Linked DNA regions of Hordeum vulgare: region 2 is linked to region 1. A link is a contact called in public Hi-C data. All regions are on one chromosome and are shown on one strand. Each heading gives the region's core, a stretch centred on a gene start, on an enhancer-like site or on the middle of the called end of the contact. The rest is flanking DNA. Distances are from core to core; before and after follow the strand shown.

Evidence for each region. A called contact is a pair of places that touch in the nucleus more often than the background predicts.
Region 2: a Hi-C map of leaf shows a contact between it and region 1, with 3 times the contacts expected there. The contact joins the promoter of LOC123407379 here to the promoter of LOC123407426 in region 1. A contact is called at or near these places in 2 of 6 Hi-C or Micro-C datasets (leaf and seedling) and 1 of 1 datasets of contacts at active chromatin or transcription factors (embryo).

The regions. Positions count from the first base shown.
Region 1 is chr7H:511,020,239-511,025,844 of MorexV3_pseudomolecules_assembly, reverse strand. LOC123407426 (serine/threonine protein phosphatase 2A 55 kDa regulatory subunit B alpha isoform) reads left to right here and starts at 2,381. Exons shown (of 14, transcript XM_045100558.1): 1 at 2,381-2,757; 2 at 4,209-4,312; 3 at 4,385-4,483; 4 at 4,663-4,782; 5 at 5,188-5,388; 6 at 5,496-5,587. The coding sequence starts at 2,607.
Region 2 is chr7H:511,561,123-511,566,728 of MorexV3_pseudomolecules_assembly, reverse strand. It overlaps LOC123407379 (protein SHORT ROOT IN SALT MEDIUM 1-like), which reads right to left and starts at 3,191. Exons shown (of 24, transcript XM_045100502.1): 1 at 3,034-3,191; 2 at 2,758-2,908; 3 at 2,520-2,627; 4 at 562-583; 5 at 287-477; 6 at 172-192; 7 at 27-88. The coding sequence starts at 2,835.

The DNA.
Region 1 (5,606 bases), core at 1,132-3,631:
CACATCATATGGACTTGAAGAGTTAAGTTTCCAAATTAAAGTATCTTTCGTGTCTACAAAATGAATCCCTGGAATAAGAGCAACTGAATCCTCCCATTATAGACATGAGGTAATCCCCAAAATATTACCCAAAAGGTCGATCTAAGTTTGGTTGCCGTCCGAGATATCATTAACAATTCTCCCTTGTTCATTACTTATGAACTACAAACCCTGACGTAGGATTGCAAGGCTAACACCTCCTATCCATTGATCTTCCCCAAAAAATGGTTAGACCTGCCATTACCCAACAACCACCGCTAACCCAAATAACCCTTCCCAAAAAGGGGAAGTGTTGAATCCAGAATAGTAGAACAAGTTTGGACTTCCAATACTATATTAAAATCCACAACCTCTCTCCAAACCTTCAATCTGTCAAGTTGATATCTCCTAATCCAAGATGCTAACAAACAAACAGATCTCTATGACTACCAATACACAATCCTCCAAACTCTTTTTCTCTGACCAAGTAAGCCCCAATTATACAGACGACATTTCATATGACCCTCATAATTATCCCATAAGACAGTTGGTCATACTAAATTTAATGGCTTCATTGACCCCCTTTTGTGAACTCAGTGGGCTAGTCTCTCTCTCCCCTAAAGAAAGTAATCACTCTGTCTAGCAACCCCTTTAAGGATTTTGCCTATAAGATGTTGCATATGTTCTTTTCCCGGCTTATTATAATGGAGAGGAATTCCAAAATACTTATTAGGAAAATCTCCCAACCTACGCCTACCAATTTGAGAAATTCCCAACACACTAGTGCGATCAATAATAATAGGAACTAAGTCAAACTTACTAAAATTAATGTGCTTCCTAGGGAGCCGCTTATACACACACTTTAATATCAATAGATTTTTATATATGTTTGTGCCAGAATAGGAGTGTATCATATGCAGATTTCAAACCGACCCCTAAGGCTAAAAGCCATATGAAAGACCAATTATCATACCTTGGGCTAGTTCCTTTGGGGTTTATTGCTCGTTGGGAAAATAAGGTGCCACCTCCCCATCTAATTCTAGAAGCCCAAGCTAAAATTTTATTTTAGAAGCCTACTAATCAAGAGTCAACTAATAGGTTTCTATTTTTTTTATATATTGGTCTTCTAAAATAATCTAGGAGAGTGGCAACTTATTTTCACATCTAGCCACAAGCTCAAAAAACTGGGCCCTTGTCTAGTAGCTCCATTGGGTATTTTAGAAGAAAAAGACGCCAAGGCTGAATTAAAGGTAAAATGGTCATGGGTTCCATAAGTCTAAGCCCCTCGTCAGTTTTAAAACAGATAGTATGTTGCGTATCAATCCTGACACTAACAAATCCCTTATGAATCAACACAATCATTCAATTTCTTCACATATGTCTAAAACATGCGAGTCGAAGCATGTTGTCTAAAAAGGACCAATACAATTTGTCTCAGGCTTTTCCGTAATCTGATGTGTGTTCTCCTCTTTTTTCGTGCACTACATGAACACACCATACTCTCCAAGCCGAACCTTCCTTTTGTAAATGAAGTATGGGTAAATCCAATAAAGCTACCAATGCATCAACTCAACCTCTTAGTATACTGGCTTTAGCAAAAATGTTAAAAAAGTGGCCACTCAAGATATTACCATGTACTAGTACTTATTAGGAGAAATTCATTAGGCTCTTTTGGAATTATAAAGTTGGCATAACAAAATTAAGTCTAAAGAGTCCTCCTGGTAAAATAATACTCCCTCCGTCTGAAAATACTTGTCCTAAAAATGCATATAATGGATGTACTTCCTCTGTTCTTAAATATAAGTCTTTTAAGAGATTTCACTAGGGGTCTACATACGGAGCAAAATGAGTGAATCTACACTTTAAAGTATGTCTATATACATCCGTATGTAGTCCACTAGTGGAACCTCTAAAAAGACTTATATTTAGGAACGGAGGGAGTATCTATAATTAAAATAAATCTAGATACATTCATCTCTAGGACAAGTATTTCCGGACGAAGGTAGTACTAGTAAAAAAACTCTAAAAGTTCTATTTTTAAAATCTTCAAATAAGACTATAAGATCACGTTTTACAATATTTTAGAACTTTTGATAAACAAGAAAAGTGAGACCATCACATCGGGTGGCTGACTCCCTAATCCTATCTTCAGAGAAAGCCCTGACGAGCTTCTCATTTTCTCTCATGGACACCTCTTCTTTTTTCTAACATAAACAACTGTTATATTTACACCATGTGAGGGACACACTTGCTCTCCTAATTTTCCTACCATGGAACAAGCTCGCTTTTTACCATGTCAGATGGAGGAATATAATAAGGAAAAGAAAAGAAAAGAAAGAAGAGCTAAGCTCACACACGAACGCGAGGGCCAGCCAGAGACAGAGACATACCTCGACCGAGCCCTCCCCCACATCACTTCCCCCTCTCCTCCCTCGCAGAGCCCACCCCGCCCCTCCCCGACTCGATCTCCGTCGACCGCCGCGGCATCACCGCCCGCCCAGCCGCCCTCCGCCTGGGGAGGACCTCCTACCCCCCATCACGATCCCCGATGCGATGCCCCTGCGGCGTGATCGCGTGAGCACGGCGCAATGAATCCCAGAGATTCCGACGACGACCGCCCCGGGGCGGCGGCGGGTGCGTCCTCGGCGGCCCCGGAGCAGCAGCAGCAGCAGCAATCGCTGGAGTGGAGGTTCGCGCAGGTCTTCGGCGAGCGCGCGGCGGGCGAGGACGTGCAGGAAGGTACGTCTGCGCGCGCGCAACAACGGGCTCGCGCTTCCCGCCCCCGAGATCCGCTCGATTCGTGGGGCCTCTGAGGCCGGGTCGCGCCGGAGAACTGTGCTGGTGGACTGCGGGGATCGGGAGGATAGGTCAAGGATCGGTGGCTGTGGCCTGTGGGATTGGTGTTATTTTTGCCTAGGGAACTGGAGCGCTTGGTCCGTTGGCTCGTAGGAAAATGCGCTCGCCAGATATGTTCTGCTGTATTTTGTGGAGTCGATGGATGGTTATGGTGGCTAGTGTGCTTCTGTGCTAGCAGCTTCCGCCTTGCCAGAAGGTTTTGGAGCCCAAGTCGGTATTGCCGTTAATATGCTTCACGCTGGGAACATTTTTTTTTTCATTTGTTAAAAGCCGAATCTTTCGTCGGTCTTACGGCCTTGTCACACAAGGCCTCAGCTGGACTTTGAAGAATTCGGTCATAAAGACAGGTTTTCGATCATGTGATTTGAGGAATGCAGGAAAGGTCCTAAGAGGGTGTGGAGCTCGTGAGCTCTTGTAGTAGATTCACAGTTGTAGGAGATGTGTTGCTTAATGCTCTTCTTAAGGGTTATGATGACTTGGTGGCAACCTGAACTGAATTATGTTACCGTGTTGATCACGTAAGGGGAGAAGCTTATGATTATTTAGGATGATTCTAGCATGATTTTGCATGGGCTCACAGTGCCTTTGATCTTTTGTCGGATTTGGATGTATTTGACAGGACATACATGCTTTCCATCTGTGCATGGGAGAAACTGTCCACTGTTAATATTTTATATGTCCACTAGTAATCGTGTATGTGCAATGCACGTTAATATTAGGCAATGTATTAATTGCACTGCACACTAATATTTGACATGATTTAGTTGCATGTTAATATTAGTCAGGATATAATTAATTGGTTAGCGCTAGCATGGATATTAGGTATGCTATTAATTAGGGGAGGATTGTGTGAGGGAGGTCGTGGCTACGTGACTGGGCAGGACGTGCGTGGGGCTGTGGCAGAACATGGAATATGAGCCCTTGGATTTGATGGCAGACCACGGAAGCAATATCAACTCTTAGATTTAAATAGATTGATTAGATCATAGGACGTGGGTTGTTCTGGATTCACTAACTTTGGTGGCTCTAGAAGAATTAGGACTCACTACTTTTATGAGTTGTAGATGTAGAGATAGAGATGCTGCATTGGTCCGTTTGTGTTGATTTGATCATCCACTTTGACGCAGTTAAAGATTTTAATCCTTACGATGGGAACCTTTTCATTTTCTGAATCAGAAAGCATCTTCATTTGATTATTAGCTTATTTTATTTGGGATTCGTACGTGCATGATAAACACTCATAGCCTTGATTAAGGCTACTTTGTCGGTTTATCCATTTGCATTTCAATTGAATACTTGCTTGCGTGCTGATTGGGTATGCTGTTCTGTTTCAGTTGACATCATCTCTGCAATCGAGTTTGATAAATCTGGTGATCATCTTGCCACCGGAGACAGAGGAGGACGTGTTGTTCTATTTGAGAGAACAGATGCTCGGGATGTAAGCACCATGTAGTTGAACTTATAAGGGTTTCAGTTTAAATATTTTGCCCTCATGAAGTTAATCTAACAGGAGCATGCTAATCGGAGAGAACTGGAGAGACAGGATGTTCCAATTACTAGACATCCTGAGTTCCGCTATAAAACGGAGTTTCAGAGTCATGAACCTGAGGTATATATCAATCTAGACTGGTTTTTGTAGTCCATATAAGTTATTCTATCTCCATTAAAGTTGTAGTTCCACAATAAACTTAGGAAGCTGGTGTACGGAAAAGGTTTCCTTAACTTAGTCATGGCAGGGAAGATGGAAGCTAATACCCGTGCTGTTTCGTTTGTATGAAATAATTGTAGTTTGACTACCTCAAAAGTTTGGAAATAGAGGAGAAGATCAACAAAATCAAGTGGTGCCAGACATCCAACAATGCACTCTTTCTACTGTCCACAAATGATAAGACTATCAAATACTGGAAGGTATGTCAGGGTGCATTTTAAGTTCTCTTGCGCATGTCAATCTTTTCCTTACTGTTTCATATATGCTGGCAGTCTAGCTCTACCGTAGATGAACTGTATATTTGTTGCAGTAATGTCAATGAATGAAATTATTGATACTCCCTCCGATCCATATTATTTGTCTTAGATTTGTCTATATCTATATCTAGACAAATCTAAGACAAGTAATATGGATCGGAGGGAGTACTAGTAGGCCCATATGTTCAGGCCTTCCTTTTTACTATTATCGCTGGGCCTTTGCAACCACAAATGAAGTAGACATTCTTCTATCCGATTAACTAGTGCGAACCTTGAATTTGCATTTTTAAATTGTGGGCCGTTATCAAGTTTCATCTGTATTGACCTATTGCTTTGCTGTCCTTGCAGGTCCAAGAGAAAAAGGTAAAACAAGTTTCAGTTATGGCTTTGGACACTTCCCAAACTGTAGGGGATGGTACCACTAGTCATGCGAGTACCAGTACTTCCGAGCCTCCTCTTCCAAATGGTGGATGTTCAAAAAATTCTGATAGCCTCAACAGTAATCTCGTATTTCCACCTGGAGGTTACCCATCGCTGCGTTTACCTGTGGTAACTGTACCAAAAGTCTATCAGCTCTAGTGCATGAAGCTGACACTATATAATTGTTTATCAAGCTATTATCAAGTCCAACTGACTTCGCTTCCAACCACATGCAGATTACTAGTCAAGATGTGAACCTTGTTGCTAGATGTCGACGCGTATATGCCCATGCTCATGATTACCATATTAATTCTATTTCGAATAATAGGTTAGTCTTGCCACGAGCA
Region 2 (5,606 bases), core at 1,942-4,441, 540 kb before region 1:
AGTGACCTGGCTGTGAGCTAACGTACCTCATATCAGACACAGGCGGCAGCTGAGCTTTCAGAAGTGGCTGGTGGCGCATTGTTGAACCCTGAAAAGATTAACAGAATAGACATAATTATAGGCCATAACAGAGAGCAGACCATAGTTTTGTAAGGGAAAGACGAATGCTACCTGCTCCACACGGTCATGAATCTGAGATATAAAAAATGTGGTCATAAGATTATGTTTGCTAAATTAACTAAATTAAGGGGAAAACCCCCAAAAAAAGTGAGCACACATTATATACCTGATGGGCTGCAGGTATATGATCAGGATATCTTCTATCCAAATCAGTAAGGCCATCCCTCCTGCCAAGATTAGCTGAGTGTTCACCATACATTCTTCTCTCTGATGTGTAATCAGTACCATACTGGTCTAGCTTCTGTGCATATCCACGCACAGCCATATAGTCATCATTTGGTCTTGGCAAGTTAGACCCTGCAGATCCAGACGAGAACTTGGATGACTGAGATAGTGAAGATGTATGAGGTGGCAGGCTAGGAAGACTAGAAGAATCCGGACCTTTGCTACCAAGTCCCCCAACCTGCAAAAAAAAAATCAGATATTCAGTCAAGATATCATGCACAGAACTCATGGAACAGTCGTGACACTTGAAACTAAAAGGAGGTGAGATCTGACCATGGAAGAAAGTAATCAACATACAAATACAGCTGAAACAAAGAGTTGAGATCAACATTGAGACAAGGCCTAAAAAATACAAACTCGGAAATAACAAAAGAAAAAGACACGACTGGTTAACAGAAATCTCTTCCTAGTATCCGCTCTTCACGAACTACCGGCAAAATGGCTTAACACGTTAAATCTGACAAAATGCACAAAAGCACAAATATTATGTGAAGGCAAGTATATATAAGTTTAATGCCACATAAGATAAGTTTATCCCAGGAAAAGCTTATTTACCTAAAAGAGTTTTTGTATTCTTTTTCCAGATCATTTGATTCCTTGATACACGGATAAGCTATGTGCGATACTACATGACTACCAACTACAGTTTAGTGGACTAGCCAGCAAATTATTCCAGCACTTGCTCTGTTTTCTGCTTCGAGGTACTGCCAGGACACCAAGTCAGTTAACATAGACAACTCACATGAACATGCATTCCTCGTCTAAAAGAGGCCCCCATATTGTGAAATTCTGGATGCTGAAATGCTCTAGCATTGCTTTTTTCAGAAATATTGAATATGACATGCCTAGTGCAAGCTCAGTTATTTTAGTAGTGCATTATCGTAAATACAATGATAATTGGTCAAACCATATTCTACTCTATCCTGCCATTAATCAGTATGATAGGGGCATTCATGTAAATGAAATGGTAATTGGTGGGATCTATTATATTTTGTCATATTCTTATTTGGGAGACAAGAAGAACTTACAAAATGAAACAGACATCAAATTACCTGGTAATTATGCGGCACAAAGAATGAAACAGCAAGAACAAAAAGCTGACCTTGGGCTTATGTAGCTGTAAATAAGTGCTACAGAATCAGCCCATTGATTCCTATCTGCGGTGGAAAATCAGAAATATATCTAGTTTGCAAAAACCCTCACAAGTCTTAACACCACTAAACAGTTTGGACATGATCTGACAGACTTATGCAGGGGAGGGGCAAGGTGGAGATGGCTTGAGAGCAACCTTTACTTGCAATCCTCCAGATTCTTGCAGTTTTAAGCTGAAGCTTAAACCTCACTATCAAGATATAGAATGATGCATAACACATACATAACTAGTATGTTTTGGACATTGGGTGAGGCATCTTTCAGAGCAATATTCTAGTGTGAACCAATAGATTATGACGGGCGATAGCATGGGTCACTCAAAAGGGGCATATGAGCTAGATGCTGCATCATTGCTACTTATCTTTCAGGATGAGTAGAGATCTGGCTCTCATTTTGTACAATTATCTCACAGGGCCATTATCAATTCCTAGGTTTTCTGGACTAACAGAATCAGTGACCTTTTAAACATCCAAAAAAAAAAAAAATAGGCACACTTCCGGGATAATATAATACTAGTTGCTCTTCGTGTGGATAAGGGTAAGGATAAACAAAAAAAATCAGGTCCAGGAGGACACCTTAGTTTTACTTGGATTCACACAGCAACATTTTAGATAATTTTATTTGAGCTAGAACTAATAATCCTGGCCAGCCTCTTCAGCACTGGCCAAACCTAGTGCTTTCTTTTATCTCAGATGTCCATGTGGATACATCAGATTTATGAGAGCATGAAGCTGCGCGGTTCTACTACCATTTGCATTCCAAAGGCATCAAACTGGCAGCTAATAACCTTCATTATTTGCCTTTGCTATAAAGATTCCCCCTCTACATACACCACATTAACAACGACTGACAAAGCAACTTACACAGTAACAGTAGTGAGCATGAACTGCATTAGGAGGCCAATAAATTGTATATTGAAACCAATTTTGAAAAATGTTGGTGAATTGCGATTAGTTAACCACCTGCTGTGTGCCATACACCGACGCGTAAGGCCCTCCATACTGCCCAGCAGCAGCCTGTCCGGCGCGGGCACCTGCCGCACCTGAGGCCCCAAATCCACTGCTACCAGGCTGCACACAAAAGTAGGGCAAAAGAGCGCAGGTTTTTGCGCACATAAAAGATGAGAACCTGCCACGAATCTGGACATAACACAACTAAGCAAATACCAGATCAGCGCTTTTTTTTTTGAGAGAGACATACGATTTGGCCGCCGTAAGATTGCTGCCCGCCGTACGGCGGTTGCTGCCCGTAGGGATTGGGACCTTTCGGCGGAAACATGGCGGACGAGCCCGCCTAGGGTTGCTGCGCGCGGGGTCGCGGGAACAAATGGGAATCTCCCGAAGACCAGTCCCTGCGAGACAAACCCTAGACATCACAACATGAACAGGGAGCAAACTAGAACCAATCCGGCCGAGACATGGATGCGAGGTGGAGATGGGTGGAATCACAAGATTTGTGCCGGGGCCTAGGGCCTACCTGTGGAGCTGGAGGAGGACGCGGCGTTGGAGGGGGCGAGCTCCCGCTCGGGGAATTTCTGGAGTGGGAGAGCTCGGTGGGCTCCGGCGGAAGAAGGGCGAGGGTTTGGCGGCGGCGAGGTGGGACTCCGTAGGAGCGGCTCGGCTTGGCTATCCTCCTATTTAAAGGATGTCGGACTGAACGAGAAGTGTGTTCATTTCGTGGGACTCGTTCCGGGCCTTCTCGACATAGGGTTCCAAAAATAATTCAGGTATCCGCTAAAGAAAATACATTCATTTAATAAATGAAAATATTTTATGTTAATAATAGTGACAACAACCTTTTCAGCTTTCTAGAAGTCAGAAGTTATGTATAAGAGATTACGACATCGCTAGTTAGGCATCACAGGTCGATCCTAACCCAGCCCCCACTCCCGAGTTAACTAGACTGTACTACTCAATCATACGGATCACTCGAGAAGCTCCTGCCATAGTCTAGTTCGTAAGATCCTCGAAAATGAGATTCACCGTGCCCCTTTCGTTTAGGACAGCACTCCTATCGAAAACTTTGTCGTTCCTTTGCTTTCATAGGCTCCAGCTGACATGCATAACTAGTGTGTCAAAGCCCTTGCATGTGCGCTGGGTGATACGCTTTCGAACCACCTGCCACCACTCCACCAAGGTGTCATGCTGAGTTGGGCACAAGTGCGATACCGGCCACATCCTAGAGAAGCAAAGGAACCATAACTGCCTAGCGAAGACACATTGAATAAGGATATGGTCGACTGTATCCTTTTCTTGATCAAACAAGTAGCAAGGGGAGGTATTGTCTTGTAACCCATGTCGTGCCCTCATATCCAACGTCCACAGCCGGTATTGCACTGCCAACCACATGAAGATCCGGCAAGCCAGGGGTGCCCAACTCTTCCATATATCTGCATAAGACTGGAATCTCCTACCCCCCCCCCCCCCTCGCAAAGCATCCTATAAGCCGATGATGACGTGTAAGTTCCATCCACAATCCAGGCCCAGATCGGTTTATCCTCGCTGCCCGGGTCGGTCTCCACATCGATAAGAATCTCCTAGAGCGCGATGAACTGAGACAAGCTTTCGGTGCACATATCTCCAACAATATCATTTGTCCAAGCATGCATTTGAAGTGCATCTCTTGCCGATCTCTTGTTGGCCACTTGGGTTCTCACTCTAGCCACCACTAATGGTGCAATTTCCTTGATCGTGGCACCGTTTATCCATCTGTCTTTCCAGAACAGAATCTGTGATCGTGATCCTAAGCTCCACTTAACCATGCTGCCAAAGGCATGGGCCACTTGCTTATCAGGAACCAGATTAAGACCTTGCCAAGGCCTAGAGCCATCTGTACGCCGCAACCACTCCCAGCGCAATCTGAGGGCAATCCTGTGCCTGTACAGGTCGATCACGCCGAGTCCTCCTAGCCTCTTTGGCCGACATACACGATCCCAAGACACAGCGCATTTGCCGCCATGGATGCCCTATGTGCGAGCCCACAAGAAGGCCCGACAGCCTTTGTCCACTTTCTCCAAAGCCCATTTGGGCGCCTCAACAATCATCAGGTGGTGCGTGGCCCTAGCTCTCATGACCTGGTTAACAAGCACCAGACGTCCCGGCCTAGTCACCAATCCCCTCTGCCAACCCGGCACAATATGAAGTGTCACGTCTACAATCGGTTGCCATTCCGAGCGACGTAACTGTCAGATGCTTAGCTGCAGCCCCAAGTATTTGCAAGGAAATTGTTCCATTTTCCATGGTAACGCACGCTCGACAAGCTCCGCATCTGAATCCTCCGACCTGATCATGATAGCCGAAGATTTGTTGTAGTTGACCTTTAGTCCCGAAGCCACGCCAAAGATGTGAAACACCTCAGTCATGAGTTGCAGATTGGGCCGAGTAGGTTTGATGGAAAGCACCACGTCATCCACATATAAGGACAGGCGTTGCATCGGGCTACAACCGTTCATGGCGCTAATAGCAGAGTTCTCATGTGCCTTAATAATGATCAAAGTGAGTACGTCCATAGCCAGCACGAACAACATGGGGGATATAGGTTCCCCTTGTGAGAGACCTTTTCGCATGGATGAATTTGCTACCAGCACAACCATTCACCGCCACTCTCGAACTAGCCGTCGTCAGTAAGGTAGCAATGCATGATATCCATCGCTCGGAGAAGCCCTTGGCCCTTAGCACCTCGAATAGGAAGGGACAGTATAGAGAATCGAAGGCTTTAGATATGTCCAGTTTGAGCAGGACCCCTTTCGCCTTCCTCCGATGTAGGCCACGCGCTAGCTGTCTAACCAGCAGGAAATTGTCGTGTAGGTTTCTCCCTTTGATGAAAGCCGATTGGTTAATGTGCACCAGTTCCCCCATGCGAGGCCTAAGGCGCGTTGCCAGGAGCTTCGAGGCTAGCTTAGGCAAACTGTGAATCAGACTGATCGGTCCAAAATCCGCCACCGCGCAAGCCACCGGTGATTTCGGGATCAGGGTGATCAATGCCTGGTTTAGTCTACCAAACCCTCTCCCATTTCCAATGAGCAGTTTATGCAGCGCGTGAGTAAGGTC